Linked DNA regions of Sus scrofa: region 1 is linked to region 2. A link is a contact called in public HiChIP or PLAC-seq data. All regions are on one chromosome and are shown on one strand. Each heading gives the region's core, a stretch centred on a gene start, on an enhancer-like site or on the middle of the called end of the contact. The rest is flanking DNA. Distances are from core to core; before and after follow the strand shown. Region 1 holds the start of MTMR2 (myotubularin-related protein 2). Region 2 overlaps MTMR2 (myotubularin-related protein 2).

Region 1 (3,432 bases), core at 749-3,248, 89 kb after region 2:
TACCGGTTTTCTAGATAAACCCCCTTATTTCCAAAGATGAGAAAAATGCAAATCAGAAGGTTAAGACACAGCCCAAATCACTGGCTAAGCCAGGTCTTTAAAAGAGACTGAGCCTGACTTAGCACTTTCTAACAAGACTATGCTGCCTCCTGTGGTTCCAAATCCTCTCACTTGGATGAGATTACTAGTTGCCACATTTGTCTTTACATTCTATCCTGAGCCACAGTTGTCATTTGTAACTTTCCCATAAAATTATAATTTTCCAACCTGTTTCCTGAATGATTTGACAGCTGAGTATAATCCCCAGCTTTCTAGATTTCATAGTAATAAACATAAACCTGAAAAATACTTGAAACAAGTATACACTATACATAATCACACAAAGAAAAATTTTTCTCTCCTGGGTATTCAATCTACAAATTCAAAAATGCATTTAATAAGCATCTCTGACAGACAGGGTCTCTGTTAAATGCTGGTGATATGAAGATAAATAAGATATACTCCTCATCCTCAGTAGTTTATAGCCTAATAGAGAAGACAATTAAACCAGCAATTACACTCTGCTTGTTAAGGACGCTGAAAGATAGCTGGGCAGGTTGCTATTAACCAGTATAGGAAAAGAATCTAATTTAGAATGGTGGGACCAGCTTATGAGTTCCTGAACAGCAACAGGAAAAAAAAGTGGTAGTATCACGCAGGTTTAGCAGAGTCCAAAATGAATTATGAGACACAACAACTTCAACTCACAAGGAAAAAAAAGAAAATTATGTTTTCACACAATGGCTTAGTAACTCTCTAATAACTATTTCTTGAAAATAATTTGATTTCATTGCGGCTATATAACAATTACAAATCTTTTTAATTTCCTAATAAAATTTTAAATCACAATCTGAAAACCCAAAGAAAAAAACTGCATCAGAAACATACATATGTAACATTTACGACAGCTCCCTGCGAAGCTGCATACTAAAATTCTGCTCAAAATTCCAGGGGAAAAAAATCCCATTTAGTACATGAGAAATAACCTGGAGAACCGATGGCCCAAGAAGGGAGAAAACTACCACTCATCAGTTAATCAGGAATAATGACTTTCAGCTGTAAGATTTAGACCAGAAACGCACAGCGGTGGGGCATTTTTACTTACATTTAAAACAAAGTTGGGGGGATGGAGATTGGAGTGTAAGGAAAACTGTAAAAAAAATAAAATAAAATAAGAGAAGGGAAAGTGAGGAAAAGGTGAGAAAGAACCCAAAAACCAAACGACGGATGAAAGAAAAACTAAAGGCTGGTTCTGGAAAGAGTGGTCAAGAGACGAAAAAAAAAAAAAAAAAGGCAGGGAGGAAATGAGGGAAAAGGGGAGAGAGCTGGGGGAAGGGCTGTTCCAAGAAATGAATTTAGAGGCAATAAGCGATCAGAGAAAGCAAAGGAATGGCTCCTGCAACTGCGAATAAAACGACATGAGAATATGGGGGTGGGACTGATAAAGAAGCAATGAGTTTTAATCTCCTCTTTCCCAGTCTCCAACCCCCAGTGAGGGAGGAAGAAGCGGTTTCCAGTCCTAGGAAAGGAATTCCGGCGCAGCCTTCTTGAACCAGAATCCAGAATTGGGGTACCATCCAGCAGATCCCCGGCCCCTCTCCATCCCCCTCGGACGCTAGGCGGGGCCCTGGGCGTCCCGGTTACCTGGACAGGGAATCCACGCTGGGCGGCCGTGCTACCACCGGCTGGGAGCCAAGACTCTCGCAGCTCGAGCTTTTCTCCATGGCTCGGCGGGGATAGCGGGAGGAAAAAGCTGCAGCGACCTTCTCGGCTACCGGGCAGAAGGAGCGGAGGGTGGAGTGCGTCGGGGAAGGACCGCGGTCAGGCCCGCGCCGGCCCGGGAGGGAGACCGGAAGCGGCCATGTTCCCCCAGCCTGCACCGCGCGCGGGGGCTGCCGGGGAGCCGGCGGACCCCGCGGCGCCCCTCGGTCGACTGCTTTGACGCGGCTCGCGCACTTGCGCAGTAACGGGGCGGGGGGGAAAGGCAGGTGAAGGAGATGAGCTGCTAATATCACTACCTACTTCGTAAGAGTTGTTACTGGATGGAATGGACTAATATGTATAAACAGTTTGTAGCACCACTTCAAAAACGGTAGCTGTAGGCAGGGAAGCTATAGGCAGGGGGCAGAGAAGTAAGACGTGATTGATGTGAGAGGGTAATGTGAAATATATGACAAGTAGGGGAAAAAGTTAATGCTCATCGTTCTATTTCCATTGCATCCCTGAGCCAGCATTGTAGAGAGGGCACTAGAAAAGAAGCTGAAACTTTAAGCCCTGCTGTGATTTGAATTGAAGTCTGTGTGATCTAGAAGTATCTGAAGGAAAAAATCACTTTGGAATTAATCCATTGTCCACACAGAAAGGTATGGGAAGAGGAAATGGGGAGGGAATTGTTAAATGTACCAAAAAATTAGACACATATACCACTGGGTGCAGTGGTGTCGGATAGAGGGCAAACTTGTAGGGATCTTTCCCTGCCCTCTCAAATTCCCAGGCAGGGCAGGAAGGGAGGGGAGAGTAATAGAACTGTGATAAGAGAACAGGAACTGGGTGAAGGGGAAATGCTTCTGCTGGTAATTTTCTGTTACAGAGGATAAAGGAAGGACATAGAAAGGATACCAAAAAGAATTTTGTTGATTGAGACTGAGTCTCCATCACCTGACGTATATGGTATAAAAATATGCGAAGATTATTTTTGTAAAAATTTAGCCAGTCATTTTATAAACAAAACAGTTCCCTGCTAAGATAAATGGCATTATGTTGATTTAAACTAGATTTAATGTATACTGACAACTAATGTTTTTAAGAAAATCTTGAAGTGTAGGGCCAGTGAAATACGAATTTGCGAGTACATTCCCCTGAAAAACCACCAGCCTGGTTGTGTTCCACATAAACTAGGGTGTTTATTAATATGAATGAACATACATTTAAGCAAAAAGACTTGGCCTTTCTCTTCCAGCTTGGCAGGGACAGGATGGCATTTGTAAAGAGATCTCATTTGTAAAGAGATCTTAATTGTATTTCTTAACCTTAACTGATAGGCAAAGAGAAGAGGTGTTTGAGAATTCTTAACAAGCATAAACATCTACAATGAGTCATAAAAGAATCTGCTTATTGCTTCTCCACCCCTACTTACCCTCCAAAATGCTGGCTCACTGTCACATTATACCTTGACATAGATTTTTCCAAGCTAAATTTGGTAAGGACTTAAATCCTTAAATAGTAGACCCATATTCTTTCTACTACTCAGTTAATTTCTAGCAGCATTGCCTTCACAGAGCGCTTGAAACCATCTGCCTGATAGTATAATAGTTTGTGTATGTGTTTATTTGATGATTAATAAAGAACAATAATGTTAAGTGTAAAGACTTCGAAACCAGACAAATCTGAAAT
Region 2 (3,119 bases), core at 38-2,537:
GGGTTCGATCCCTGCCCTTGCTCAGTGGGTTAAGGATCCGGCGTTGCTGTGAGCTGCGGTTTGGGTCGCAGACGCGGCTCAGATCCCACGTTGCTATGGCTCTGGCGTAGGCCGGTGGCTACAGCTCCGATTAGACCCCTAGGCCTGGGAACCTCCATATGCGGCGGGAGCAGTCCTAGAAAAGGCAAAAAGACAATTAAAAAAAAAAAAAAATGAGGAATATAACATCTTGCCTTACTGCTTTTTCTGCTTTATACTCTTTCCTCCTCCTTTCATCCTCGAGAACATTCTAAGTTTCATACCTCCTAATTCATGGTATAAGTTTAGGGAAGAGAACAAGAAATTACTAGAAAAATATATGCTAGTCTCTAGGGTACCGGCTTCATATACACATTGGCTCATTTTTCCTTTAAGGGGAAATATACAGTTTGACAGAGAATGCCTGGAATTCACAATGTTCTCAAAAGCACTAAACAAGGACAGAAATAATTAGATTCATGCTCCATAATTTAATTAAAGGATGATCATCCCAGCATTGTTTATAACAGCAAAACAAAAAACAAAAACACAAATAACCTAAAGGTCCAGAAACAACTGGTGTTACTAGTTATCATACCATTAAAATGTTAGAGATGAGTATATACTGGCATTAAAAAAAACAGTGTCAATTTAAAAAAAGAAGTTGTAATCATTCTTCTGTTTCAAACATATGTGTGCATAGGTATGCACATAGGTCTGCAAGTATAACCAAGGGTTGACGGTATTTCTCTAAGATGTAGGATGTTGTATGATTTGGGTTTTTTGTGTTTTTTTGTTTTTGTTGTTTTGGTTTTTTTTTTTTTTTTTTGCTTATCTGTAAAATAACTTTTTTTTTTTTTTTTTTTTTTGGCCATACCCACAGCCTATGGAAGTTCCTGGCCCAGGGATCAAACCCAAGCCACAGCTACAACCTATGCCAAATTCTTTACCCACTGTGCAGGGCCAGGGATTGAACGCACGCTGCCCTGGATACAGTGCTAGATCCTTAACCCTCTGCATCATAGCGGGCACTTCATGCAAGATAATTTTGTAAAGCTAAATTGTATCTCTTCTCTTTCCTTCTCCAATGGTAGATCAGGAGTTTAAACTGATCAGAATTACAGACTGTCAACTGAATCAGAATTTCTATTTCCATAATGCCAATATTTACTCTATAGCAGCAATCAGGACCACTGCTCAACTGCAAGTCTTCAGTCTGAATAGCTTGTACAGGTGGAGGGCTGCCAGAAGAGGGCAGCACTGGTCACCAAGAACACCTCATGATTTCTACAACAGTGCCGTGCAGACTTCAGTCAGCCATAAGCTCACTGCCCAGTTTGGAGAAGGCAGAGAGAAACTCATAGGTGCTGAACACCTATTTCTACATACGTAAGCAGAGCTATGCACTATTTTTTATCAACTTACTTTTCCCCTAAAACAATTCTTGTTAGTTGTTTTGATGCTCATTAAATACGAAAATTAAAGTCTAAAAAGATTAACTGACTCAATCATACTATCAAACAGGAGAGCCAGGATGAGAATCTACATCTTTATTTCTGAAAAGCCTGAACTCTTTATGCTATAATGTGGCTCCTACCAAATTCAAGTTGATTCATGAAACTGTAACTATAATCTTAACTAGTTAAAAGATGATCTCACCTTATTGGCAACAGCATTAACACTTGGCCGGGCATCAAATATAAAGATTTTATGAGATTGGGCATTGGAGTCCATAATGGCTTGAAGGTATTTTTCATCTTCCTTGCTTCGCTTCCCACTCACTCCTACCATGGGCTGGCTACACCTAGTGATTGTGGCTTGACTTTCAGGATGAATCCATGATAAAACCTTAAAAAGAGGGGGGAAAATGGCAACACATTTAACATGTTTCTCTGTTAATAATTCTTCTTTAAAACATTACTCTATAAAACTCTGCTTTCTAACTAGATCCAAAGCCTAGGATATAAAAGGCTGCTATGAAAAATCATCACCTGGAGTTCCCATCATGGCGCAGCGGAAACGAATCTGACTAGGAACCATGAGGCTTCAAGTTTGATCCCTGGCCTCACTCAGTGGGTTATGGATCTGGTGTTGCCATGACCTGTGGTACTGGTCGCAGACATGGCTTGGATCCTGCACTGCTGTGGTGTAGGCCAGCAGCTACAGCTCCAATTAGACCCCTAGCCTGGGAACTTCCATATGCCGTGGGTGCAGCCCTAAAAAACAGACAAAAGACAAAAAAAAAAAAAAAAAAAAAAAAAAAAAAAAAAAAAGATCACCTTTCTTTCAAACCAACTCCGGCATGTGGAAAACTTAGTCTAATTCTTTAATTAGATACTGATTTATGAAAGTCATTAACTATTGGCACTGCTGTCTCTAGAAAAAAATACATTAAAGGAGACAATGTAAACTTCACTTTTAAGGTCTTAGTACTAGATCTGCAAAACTGCCCAACTATAAAATCTTCAGAGTCTGTGAATTTTTGTACCTAAAATTATTTGAGCTGATCTAAAAAGATCATAAATTCATCTTTCAATTCATCATACATTTGATTAACATCAATTTTATCAAAATTGATGAATTTTATTTTCAAATAGTATCAAATTTGATAAATCTGATGAGCAATTCACCATAAATTTGTAAAGTTTTCTTCTTTCTGGGATTTAAAGGAAAAGAGCATGTACCACCATGCCTAAGAAGTATAAGATAAAGAAATAGTGAATAATACAGAGCCAACTTTGTTTTCAAGTTAAGAACCATGTAATTCTGAGCAACTCACTAATGCTCATTTCAAATTCCAGAAACCTCAGCATTATGTGGGGTACAAAAGCAATGAGACAGTTCCATCACCGCTTCACACTTACTGGGATACGGCCCCTTGATCTGAAGGATGCTACTCTCTTTAATTCTTCATCAGGAATATTTGCCGGCACAACCAAGAGGGCAGGATATGTATCACAAAGCTCATATCGCTCATTTACCTTTGTTATTCTCCAGCTTTCATTCGGAATTCCCTACATGTGAAACAGAACATAAGACAAAGTACTACCTAACAAAAATATTTTAAAACATCAGAACAGAAGCCTCCTATTCAACTTCTC

Evidence for each region. HiChIP or PLAC-seq counts read pairs in DNA pulled down with a chosen protein or histone mark.
Region 1: a contact with region 2 is called in an H3K27ac HiChIP or PLAC-seq map of alveolar macrophages. The contact joins the promoter of MTMR2 here to the enhancer-like site in region 2. A contact is called at or near these places in 8 of 47 Hi-C or Micro-C datasets (embryonic fibroblasts, heart right ventricle, liver and 3 more) and 1 of 2 datasets of contacts at active chromatin or transcription factors (alveolar macrophages).

What each region holds. Positions count from the first base shown.
Region 1 is chr9:27,972,450-27,975,881 of Sscrofa11.1, forward strand. It overlaps MTMR2 (myotubularin-related protein 2), which reads right to left and starts at 1,999. Exons shown (of 16, transcript XM_003357252.4): 1 at 1,684-1,999.
Region 2 is chr9:27,884,299-27,887,417 of Sscrofa11.1, forward strand. It overlaps MTMR2 (myotubularin-related protein 2), which reads right to left. Exons shown (of 16, transcript XM_003357252.4): 9 at 2,883-3,032; 10 at 1,678-1,866. Among named protein-coding and RNA genes, the nearest start is that of FAM76B, 72 kb to the left of the region's middle. Within about 2 kb of position 1,288, at least 6 of the 83 cell types and tissues checked have an H3K27ac peak or open chromatin away from gene starts, as enhancers often do. A contact at or near this core is called in alveolar macrophages, where this site is marked.